Linked DNA regions of Mus musculus: region 1 is linked to region 2. Evidence: chromatin contacts called from public Hi-C data. All regions are on one chromosome and are shown on one strand. The core of a region is the stretch at or near the end of the contact, and the rest is flanking DNA. Distances in the headings are between cores, read along the strand shown. Region 1 has its middle 36 kb from the start of Calca. Region 2 has its middle 18 kb from the start of Cyp2r1.

The links. A called contact is a pair of places that touch in the nucleus more often than the background predicts.
Region 1: a Hi-C map of Th1 cells shows a contact between it and region 2, with 5 times the contacts expected there. The contact joins two enhancer-like sites. A contact is called at or near these places in 1 of 39 promoter capture datasets (embryonic stem cells), 4 of 15 datasets of contacts at CTCF or cohesin (CD8 T cells, embryonic stem cells, hippocampal excitatory neurons and 1 more), 85 of 484 Hi-C or Micro-C datasets (the AtT-20 cell line, the BV-2 cell line, the Ba/F3 cell line and 43 more) and 9 of 115 datasets of contacts at active chromatin or transcription factors (CD8 T cells, Th17 cells, astrocytes and 4 more).

Annotation. Positions count from the first base shown.
Region 1 is chr7:114,668,925-114,674,790 of GRCm38.p6, forward strand. No RefSeq gene overlaps it. Among named protein-coding and RNA genes, the nearest start is that of Calca, 36 kb to the left of the region's middle. Within about 2 kb of position 2,152, at least 17 of the 459 cell types and tissues checked have an H3K27ac peak or open chromatin away from gene starts, as enhancers often do. A contact at or near this core is called in CD8 T cells, Th1 cells and Th17 cells, where this site is marked.
Region 2 is chr7:114,578,549-114,583,863 of GRCm38.p6, forward strand. No RefSeq gene overlaps it. Among named protein-coding and RNA genes, the nearest start is that of Cyp2r1, 18 kb to the left of the region's middle. Within about 2 kb of position 2,878, at least 17 of the 459 cell types and tissues checked have an H3K27ac peak or open chromatin away from gene starts, as enhancers often do. A contact at or near this core is called in CD8 T cells, Th1 cells and Th17 cells, where this site is marked.

The DNA.
Region 1 (5,866 bases), core at 902-3,401, 90 kb after region 2:
GGGAGGTGATAATGGAAGAGGCTTTCAGCTCAGTTCATATGAGGCCTCCTTGGATAGACAAGAAACAAGAAATGCATTACATTATAAAGGAACACAGAAGTGAGATCCCCCCTCCCGCCCCCGTCTCAACATCTCTCAATCTCTGCCTGTTACAGAGTATGGCTGGCATACCCTGTCCTCTACCCTGAGCTCTCCAGCTCAGGGACTGGGCTGCCCTTCCACAGAAGGCTCTTCCCTATATGATACAGACATTGTGGTTACCCACCACCCATCTTTTTGAACCTCCTGGCTCCCCTTTCTTCTCCCTTCCCTTGCCCTCCCTCTCTCCCCATGTGGACCACCTAAGCCTGGTCATGACCACTCTGGACTCTCCCAAATGTGTCTACCTAAGAGCAGCCACCTCTCTCTCTCTCTCTCTCTCTCTCTCTCTCTCTCTCTCTCTCTCTCTCTCTCTCTCTCTCTCCCCTCTCTCTCTCTTTCTTTCTTTTTGTTCAGGCTCAATTTTAAGTAGAGGCAATGGGATTGGAAAGGAGGAATGAGCATTTTTCCGAGCCTGAACTCCTTCAGGATAAGTAGTAGGCACACTCGAAAAGAAGTGCAGCTTCAAAGGGGATTGCAACCCCATAGGAAGAACAACAGTATCAACTAATTGGACCCCCCAGAGATCCCAGGGACTAAGCCACCAAACAAATTGCATACACGAGCTGGCCCATGGTCCCCACTACATATGTAGCAGAGGATGGCTTTGCCTGGCCTCAGGGGGAGGGGATGTGCTTGGACCTGTGGAGGCTTGATGCTCCAGAGAAGGGGGATTCTAGAGGGAGGAAGTGGGAGTGGGTGGGTAGGTGGGGGAGCACCCTCTTAGAGTCAAAGGGGAAGGGAGATGGGGGGCTTGTGGAGGGAGAACCAGGAAGGGAGACAACATTTGAAATGTAAGTAAATAAAATAATTAATTAAAAATAAAAAGTGCAGCTTCCTAGACCAACCAGAGAGGTCAGTATTGGAAAATAAAGCCAGAAAGTGCCTTTTTTGCTGGGAGTCCCAGGTGATTCTTAACAGGAGTATAGCTGGAGGGTGGCAGGACTAGAAAGACAGTAAGAAGTAGCTTGAGCTGTTTTGGGGTTACAAACGTAGAATCACCGTGGGGCAGCAGGAAGTAGGTGTCTGCTGCAGTATCAGGGGGACAATTGTTGCCAGGCAACAATTCCTTAGCAAATGCTACAACTACAGCAGGGAGTTCTTCTGCTTCACTGAGAACTTGCTCTCAAAAGGAGCTTGTTTACAATAATGAGGCATGAAGCTAGGGATGGGAAGAAACCAAAGCAAAAGGCAGATTCAGCTAAAGTGCAGCCTGAGCTGCGCCCCCGCTCAGCAGTGTGAATAGCAGCTACCTTTCTTGGCCTTGAGGCAAGGGTACTAGCCTTTATACCCTATATTGATCAGTCCATAGCTGAGGGTTCCCAGTGAGAAATAGTTCTGTGGAGAAGGGTGTGCCGGTGAGGGAAATGAGACAAGACACGAAAGGTGTGTCCTCCTGAGGATGGGAGAAGAAATGGCTGATGGAGGCCAACCCTCTGCTCTAGGAGAGAACCTCTCCATGGTACATTTCTCTAGGGCACTCTGCAGGACCACACTGAGGCTACTACCTAGCTGAGACATAATTACTTAGCTTTCTGCTTCTTCTTTCTGTTATGACTGTATTCATTGCACAAAACAGTAGGTTTCATATGACAAGTTCATGTGTGTTCATAGTCATTGTTCAAGTTCATTGCTCATAGTTGCCCAGCACTGCAACCTTTTGGATTCCAAGCCCTGCTGGCCTTCTTCTTTTTCCAAATAGTGCCCCATTCTCTTTCATTTCTTCCCTTCCTGTCCATCACTCATGCAGTATTTTGTTAGAGGAGAGACGCTGTTCTTCTAACTTTGCTTTCTTGCCTTGCCCCATGTCCTCACACCCTTTTGCTTAGGGGAGTAACTTCCCCAATGTCATAGTTTAGATCTTAAGTGCGTCCCCTGCTGCCTTACTCGGTGTTAAAACCTGGTCTCCAGCCTGTGTGCTGCTGGGCAGTGGAACCTAGTTAGAGGATCCTTGTAGCACCTCTTGAAAGGGAGAGGTCTGTGGTCCTTCCTGTCGTGCCTATGTTTTGCTTTTGGGCCACCATGAGGTGAATAGTTCTGTCACTGCCTGCTCCCTGCCCAGATGTACTTCCTTACCACAGACTTCAAAACAACCAAACTGACCACAGACTGAAGTTCTGAAACTGGGAGCTGAAGGTAAGTCTTTCTTCATAACTTGGTCAATACTTGGGTATTTTGTGATGCTGATGTAAAGCTAGCACACCTATAACCCCCCTGCCTCAGTTTCTAACTCTAGACATCCTGACTTAAATCAAGGGAAGGGAGGAGACAATACTGAATTCCACCTTTTCTTAATTTGGTTTAGGGGATAAGAAGATGTCAGGTTTGTTTTGTTCTCTTGTCTTGTGAGAGACATACATTTAGTATTTCTAAGACCCATAGGAAACAGAAAGAAAACTGGAGCAATGCAGTTCAAGATACACAGGCAGGGAGGTGAGCAGCCTGCTCAGGCTCACTGCTCTGTAAAATCTCTGGGCTACCCTGTTCTAGCTAGGGAATCTCACAGGTGGGTGAGTCAGCTTCTCCACTGGGTTTCCTGTTCCTCTTCTCGGTGCCAGTCCCCACAGTGTCTGTTCACCATGGTGGAAGTGATGCTGTAAAGATGCAGAGCACATCACACTGCTTTCTATTTTAAAAGTTTGGTTCACTTTCTGTTTGATTTTTCCATAATACTGATCAGCAACTGACAATCTGTGTATCTTTCTTTGCTTTCTCTAGAATTCACAATGATCAAAATCATGTGTGCCTTGTTTGCTGAAATGTATACCCAGCACCTTGGTTCATGTTTGGCCCATGCTAAGTGCTTAGTAAGTGCACTGGTTGCAGCACATTTTAAGTAAATATAAGAAATATATAAGTGGCCGGGCAGTGGTGGCGCATGCCTATAACCTCAGCAATTGGGAGGCAGAGGCTGTTGGATTTCTGAGTTCGAGGACAGCCTGGTCTACAGAGTGAGTTCCAGGACAGCCAGGGCTACACAGAGAAATCCTGTCTCGAAACAAACAAACAAACAAACAAACGAAACAAAACAAACAAACAAACAAACAAACAAAACCAACAAAAAAACCAAAAACCCCAACCCCTGTGTATATATATATATGTATATATACATATATATATATATACACACACACATATATACCTATATATATACACACATATATACATATACATATACATATACATATACATATACATATACATATACATATACATATACATATACATATACATATACATATATACACACACATATATATGAATATGTAAGTAAATATAAGAAGGGAAAAATAGCTTGAAGGCACTATTTTGAACTCTGTAGAAACGTATGGATGGATACCTCAGTAAAAATATGGACAGAGAATGATGCTTACAGAGCATATGCAGAGGTTGTTGACAAACTGATTTCATTTTGGAAAACAGTGCTTTCAGGTGCTGGGTGGAAAATGCTGGACCAGTGGATATTGATTAGTACTGCTTCACACTCAAGTTCCTGTTATTACGTAAGCTTGAGAAACTGTAAATCTAATTCTTCTTGGAAATTCATGATGATGAGGATTTATAAAGATTGATAATTTTAAAGGAGAATTTAATATCAATTTTGCTTGTAGAAAAGTGAACATTTGTGCAGAGTATTTTTTCCTTCACTGTATAAGCATGTTCTGTATAACATTAGTTTATGGATCTCGAGTCTTCTGATGTGGATCAGTTCTTGTCCTTGGTGATAGCATGCTAAATGCATTTGCTCTTAGTTAGTGGCAGCAGTGAAGAGGTAGTGCAGGGAGGTGGCTTCTTGGAGTGCCAAAGCAGGGGATTAAAACAGCTTTAGTTAGTCAGGGTAGACTTGTTGTATTCTTCTGCTGAGTAGATGTGCCCTCTAGTGGAAACGGAGAGAAAAATGCCCTTCTTGCTACTGAGAACCACTTGTGGGCATTTAATTTTCAATTCTTATGTATTAAATAGAATGAAAATTTCTATTTCTCAGTTATCTCAACAACATTTCAGGTGTCTGGTAGCTGCATGTAGCTAGTGCCTAGTGTTCTGGAGAGCACAGCTACAAAGACTCTCTGTTGATGAACAGCATTCTTATACAGGTGTGCCATTGACCGAGTCAACTCACTGGCAGGCCTTATACATTTCATCATAGTCATCAAAAATTTCAAAACTCCTAAGATATATAGCATCATTCCTTTTTCCAGGAATATGTTATTAACTTTGGCTATGCTTTCGGCTGTGGTTTGAGTCTGCCCACGAAGAGTTCAGTTATGAGCAGTGTGATCCTCAGAACATCAATGTCAGGAGATGGTAGGACTTTCAGGAGGTGGGCTTGAATGGGAAGCAATTGGGTCATTTGAGGAGTTTGAATTCGGTGTCACAGGAAGCTATTATTAAAACAGCAAGACAAGCCCTCCTTGGTTTCTGTCTTCCTTGTACTATCAGCATCTCACCCTGATGTGCTTCTATCTCTGTGATGATATCTATCCTAGGCTTCTCTCCAGAGGCTGAGTTAATGAGGTAACTCCATTTAGGACCTTCACCCTTCCTTACCATAAGGCAAACTAAATCATTGTTTATAAAATTCCCCGCCTGCAGTATTTTCTTATGCCAACTGGGAGCAGACCAATATAACTCCAATTTTTCTTCTCTTAAAATATGTTTTAAGAAGTAGTTAGTTTAAAAAACAAACTCCTATTTGTACAGTTTAAATAACTAGACATGTTAAACTAAATGTAGTTTTCTTCTAGCATAAAAAGGCATATCATTTTTATTTTTTATATTATTTTGTTAATAGAAAATTATTCTATACCTGTGATGGTTAATATTCTCAGTTGGAGAGACCTTAGAATTGTCTGGGAAACAAGGCATTGAAGGTTAATTTAGGTTAGTCTCCAGGCATGCCCCGGAAGGATTATCTTTATTAGGTTAAGGTGAGAAGACTCATTCTAAAAGTGAGTGGGCTTGGGCTTGGGTCAAGGTCATCATAAGAGGGAGAAGCAGGCTGAGCAGGAATGTTCATCTCCCTCTGCTTCATGACTGTGGAGGTGATGTGACCGACCGCGTAAGGCTCCAGCTGTTGGGGTGTTCCCCGCCATGATGGACGTTGCCCCCAAACTATGGACCAAATAAATGGTTTCTTCCCAAATTGCTTTTGTATAGATGGTTGCCATAGCAACAAGAAAAGTGACTAATGTAACACCTAAACAAGACAGAACAAGTATTTGAAGTCTTGGCTTAGAGCAGTGTGTTTGTTTGTAGATATTGTGTCTTTATCTCCTTCTCCAGGGCTTCCAGCTTCCTCAGTGATAGCAAGGAGTAGAAAAATTACTTCGGCTTCAAACTTTTGCTATTTCTGGGAATCTAAGTTGTTCACTAAAGCAATTTGGAGTGTTTTATCTTGTCTAATCTGTGTTACTTTTTCTGGATCAAACCTGGGTAGCAGACAAGAAAACTAAGGAGTCATTCTTATTTGGCTGATTCACACTGGCCATGATTAGACAGGCAGATAAGACGTGGTCGGATCCAAGTCCAAGCCACTGCATCTGCTCAGATCTTTTATCTATTGTTAAAATCATTCTCTTAAAGATCCCAGTCACTTTCCTCTCCTGTGCTTCTTTCAAAATTTATCTTAAATATGCCTGTTTTTAACCTAGAGAAGCATTAATATCACAGTCTTTTTCTTTCCTTTATAATTTTAATATCAAGTGTTTTGTTGGTGAGGACACATTTT
Region 2 (5,315 bases), core at 1,628-4,127:
AGAGCTGGGATTATTATGAAGACTCATTTTATGACCAAAGTGTGGCTTCCAAGGCCTTTGTCTGGTGTTTTAGGACCCCTTAGACCTAAACGGATACTTTTGGAAGAAAGAGACTGCTGTGTTGGTCATAGAGGAGGGCCAAATAAGACAGGGAGTGACCCATATTCAAAGCTCTATTAGGCACGAGGCCATGTCACATGTTTGTGGAGGGGCAAGACCAAGGTTTTTTTGTGACACTGAGTTAATGCATCTAGGGTCCTTAAATGGCTGGCTTTCTTTCTTTCTTTCTTTCTTTCTTTCTTTCTTTCTTTCTTTCTTTCTTTCTTTCTTTCTTTCTTTCTTTCTTTCAATAGTAGACCATACTAGCCTCAAACTCACATCTGCCTGCCTCTGACTTCTGAGTGCTGGGATTAAAGACATATGATGCTTTACTTGGCTAAATGGTTTTAATTTAAAGCATAGGATTATTTAAAAGTCATTGAGATTATTCAGTGTATAGGACCTGACCCTGTATTTACCATTCATCTCTTTTTGGCAAGTTGTAGGGAAACTTAACTTGTGACTTCCTTGGATTTGTGAGAGAATCATTATCAACTAGAAACATTTCCATGGAAAATATACCAATTAGATCCTTTTCTTTATTGTAAAACAACCTCTTAATCTAACATCTGTATGCAAAACAAGCTCATTCCAGTTCATCCTGTTCTTTTCTTTAAAAAAAAAAAAACTTTTAATTTTGGAATAAACCTAGATTTACAACAAAGTTTGGAGATCGAGAGTTCCTGAGTACTTGTCGCCTACTTTGCCATCTTCTATAACTATTTTTCATTGGTCTGAATCAAGTGAGTAATATCGGATGCTAACTACTAACAACATTCTAAGAGCCATTCGAAGTTTCCGAGTTTCTTCTCCAGTTTTCATTTTTATGTCCCAAGATCTAATCCAGCATGCTGCTTCACTGCAGTTTGCCATCCTGTTTCCATTGTTCTATAGCAGTTTTTCATATTTTTTAATGCTCCCTGTCCTCTTTTTAGTGAAATTAAGGATTTAGAGGAGTTCTGGCACGGCATTTTGTAGAATTTCCCCAATTTGGATTAGCTTAATGTTCCCCTCACATTTAGATTAGCATGGGGGTTTGGGAAGGAGCACCAGAGAAGTGAAGAACCCTTCTCATAACATCAACAGGGCTCGTCACATGTGGTCTCAGCTTCGTTCCTGAAAGCTCTCTGCACTGTCACATTGGTTTTCTCCATATTTTATCCTTTGGAAGCAAGTCATAAGTCAGGCCCACATAAGAGGAGGGCTTTAAACACCATCTACTGAAAGGGATAGTGCTAAAGGAACTATGCAGTGGCAGCCAGTTATGTTTGGTTTCTTTCATATAGCATTATGTTTTAATGTTTCATCCTAATTATAACATATGTCTTAGTATCTTATTATTTTTAATGGATGAGTACTATTCAGTTGTATAGACAAATTACATTCTGTGTAGCCTTAGTTCAGGGTATACATTCATTCACAAGGACTGGAATTAGTGTTGTCATGATCAGGCTAACATACCTAATTTTATAGTAATTGCTAATATGACTTTCAAAGTACTGTGTTCTGCAACCCTCTCTCATAAAGACAAAAAAAAAAATCCAACAGCACTTGACTGGTTTTTCAGTATGTTTAGTGCTGCATACTGGCAGTTTGGACCCTCACATTCTAGCAAGGTAGACGATAGTATTATTCCATTTTATGGACAATGAAGCTGAGGCAAGCAAGTTTAGATCACTTTAAAAGCCCAAACCTAGTAAACAGTAGAGCTGGGCATTGGGGCCTGGGTCATCTGGGTCCAGAGTTTCCTAACATACTCCTGTTGCTCATGGTGATCTGCAGAGATGGAGCAAGGGCTGAGGGAAGTGCATGGCCTGACTTGACGGAGGGTCCTGGACTTGCTCTGCGTTCTCTCTTTCTTTACCTTTCAATCAATTTGATTGCTTTTCTCTTCAATCTCTGAGTTAAAGGATTAAACCTTAGGCTGGTTGTTTTTTGCCACCAGATGGCGACAGAAAGCTATCTAGATAACAAGTGCTTGCTAGTGTGATTAATCCCTGAGGAGGAAACTGATGTGAACTCATGGAAATATTTCTCATTCCTGAATAATTAAGTTCAAGGGAAAGAAGTGAAGTCGCTAAGGCTTAATTGATGCAGAAATGCCTTAGGGATATTTGCTGGTATTCAGCACAATGTTGAAAAAGAGCTGGTGATGGTATATGCATTTGCTGTCTGAGAACCCAGAGGCAAAGAATTCACTGTTATTACATTAAATGGTGATAGCAATGACATTTTTAAATATTCTTTTTCAAAATAATAATGTTTTAAATGTTATCCAGAAGAGTCTTGGGTTTTGTCAAACCCCTTTCTACATATACAGAGACAACTGCATGGGGCATCTCTTTTATTCTGTTTAAGTGGTAAATTAAATTGACTTTTGGATGGAAAGACCAATCTGTATTTCAAGCACAAACACCATGTACAGGTGAGAAAGCACAGGCCGAGCAGTCCCCTCCCCCACGCTGTGGGAGCAGGAGTGGCCGAGGTGGGCTTCAGGGCCAGGCTGTCTAGTTCTGTGATTGGCTTCCTATTGCTCTTGCTGTTTGTCTAGGATTACATTTCTATTTGTGGGAGAATTTTGCTTCTAGTTTTCTTGTCCTGGTAATGTCTTCACAAGTTTTGGTGGGATTAGCTGGGAGGTTCATCGATGCTTCTCTAGGTTTTTGGTAGAGTATATTCCTTTCTTGAAGTTTGCTTTGTAGCCGGAGCCAAGCTACACATACACATCTTTGTCAGACAAGCGATTACTCATAGTTTCCATTTCCTGAGGTGTAAATTTTAGCAACTTGTCTGTTTTTCAGTAAATGTCTGTTTTGTCAAGGTTGGCCAAGTTATTGATACTGTGCTCTTCGTACCATTTCACATCTGTGTGGTCTCTGGTAGTGTGCCCTATTTTATGTTGATTAATCTAAGAAGCCACTTTGGGCTTCGCTGATTTTTTTTTCTGCTACTTCATTATTTTCTATTTTTATCTTTATTGTTTCTTTCCTTTGTGTTTGGTTTAATTTATGATCTATTTTTTCTAGTTTTTTTTTTTTTAAGATGGAAGTTGAAGTAACTCTTGAGCCTTCATTTGAAATATGCAGTGATTTTTTTTCCCCCATTGTTATCTTTAGTTGTTCCACAGAGCCCAACAGGTCATGTTTCCATTCTTCTTTCAGAACATTCTCTATTCTCATGGTGGTTGTCTCCTAGACACATGAGTTACTTAGAACTGCACTATTAAGTTTGTAGTTTATTTGTGTATTTTCTACTTTTGTTGATTTCTAAATTATCTTTTGTAATGATGAAAGAAATACTCTCACTTCTAATTCTTTGAAATTGAGAGTCGCTTTATGGTATGTGCCTCTTTTGGTAAATGTGTTAGGTCTACTTGAATAGGTACATATTCTGTAACCTCTCAGTAAGGCACATTGCCTAATGGTGTGGTCCAAGGCTCTTGTTGTTTTTGTTTTTTCTTGGTTGGCTACTGAGAAGGATGTGCTAACTTCCTCGACAATGTGCATTATCTTTTCTATTTCTGTTGTCTGTATCATGAAGCCACAGTCTACCCTATGACAGGCACAGAAAGTGTGAGGATTTTCCTGTTCCATGTGTTGTAGGATTTTGAGCTCTCCTGTATCACCTGTAATACTTCTTGTGTCAGGTTAGTTTATCTGATGCTGTGTAGCCATGCTCTGTGCATTGAGCTACTGTTTTCCTGGCAGATCCTTTCTCATTGGTTTGCTCTCGTATTTGTGAACAGGATATAATAGTGATTTTTATATAGTCATCTCTTTTGTTTGTTTGTTTGATAGAAAGTATCATGTAAGCAAACTAGTCTCAGACCTTATATAGCTGCAAATGGCATTGGATTCATCTTCTGCCTGTCACTCCAAAGCACAGGGCTCTAACCCTGAGCACCATGCTCGTGCTGGCCATTGTTTTAATTGGAATGTTAACTCCACTTAGCTTAAAAACAGTTCCTGATGTAATTGAGATAGTTTTCTGTTTTTGTTGGCTTTGTCCCATATGCCCTTTGTCCTGCGTGTTCTTCTCTCCTTTTCTCTTTGCTTTTGTGTGAAACAAGTTGTTAAACTTTATTCTTTCTTTTCTTTGCTTTTATTTGATTTTGATAATGATTCTGTTTGTCAAAACTTACCAAACTATTAATTTAAAATGAATACATTTAATCTTATGTGAATTGTATAGCCATCAAGTTGGCCAGAAGAAACAAATAGATGAGTTAAATTGTCAAAATAAAAAAGATCAAATTTAAATTTGTTTTTTAAAATGTTTTTAAAAGCTTAATTGATACATAATTTTGCATACTTATGGGTGATGGCATAATATTTTGAAACATGTGTATAATGTGTGATAATCAACTCAGAGTAATTAGCATATCCATCATTTCAAATAGTTATCATTTTCTGTGTTGGAAACTTCAAAATCCCCTCTCTTAGCTATTTTGCAGTATACAATTATTTCTTATCAACCATGGTCACCCTCTGGGCTAAATATTAGGATATACTACTCCTGTCTGACTGTGTTTTTACAGCTGACAGTCAATCTCTTTTTCCCTTTCCTTCAGAGGTTTCAGCGTCTGGGGTCTGTTTTTGTGGTCTCAGCATTTATGAGATTATTTGCCTTCTACGTATGAGAATGTACAGTGCCTTTCTGTGCTTGGTTAAGTTCAGTTAATATCTTCTAGAATTACCTCGGAGACATTTTTGAGATGCTGACTCAAGTGTTTTCCACACAAGTGTGAACTCTTGAGTTCAGTCCCCAGAGTCCATATAAAAAGGCCAGGCTCAGAGGTTTAATGGACATCCAATTTAGATAGATAAATGTGCTCCAAGTTCAATGAAATACTAGTCCCCCAAAAATCTGATGAGGGCAATTAAGGAAGATAGTCAGTGTTGACCTCCAGCCTCCATACACATGCATACCTGTACATACATTTGCATGCATATCTACATGCAAATGTGCACACATATATACACACACATAACATCAGATGACTACTTTCGATGTTTGGTTTTTATATATTTTATATTTATAATTTTAAAGATCTTGTCTACTTTTGTCTTTATAATACATGATATTTATTTACTAGTATATTATTTTTAGTTCTTTACTTCTACATTTCTAGCTTCTAAATTATAGCTTCCATTTCTTTGCTTCTAAAATCATTTTCTTATGTATAATACTTTCTTTGGTTTGGTTAACTCTATTTT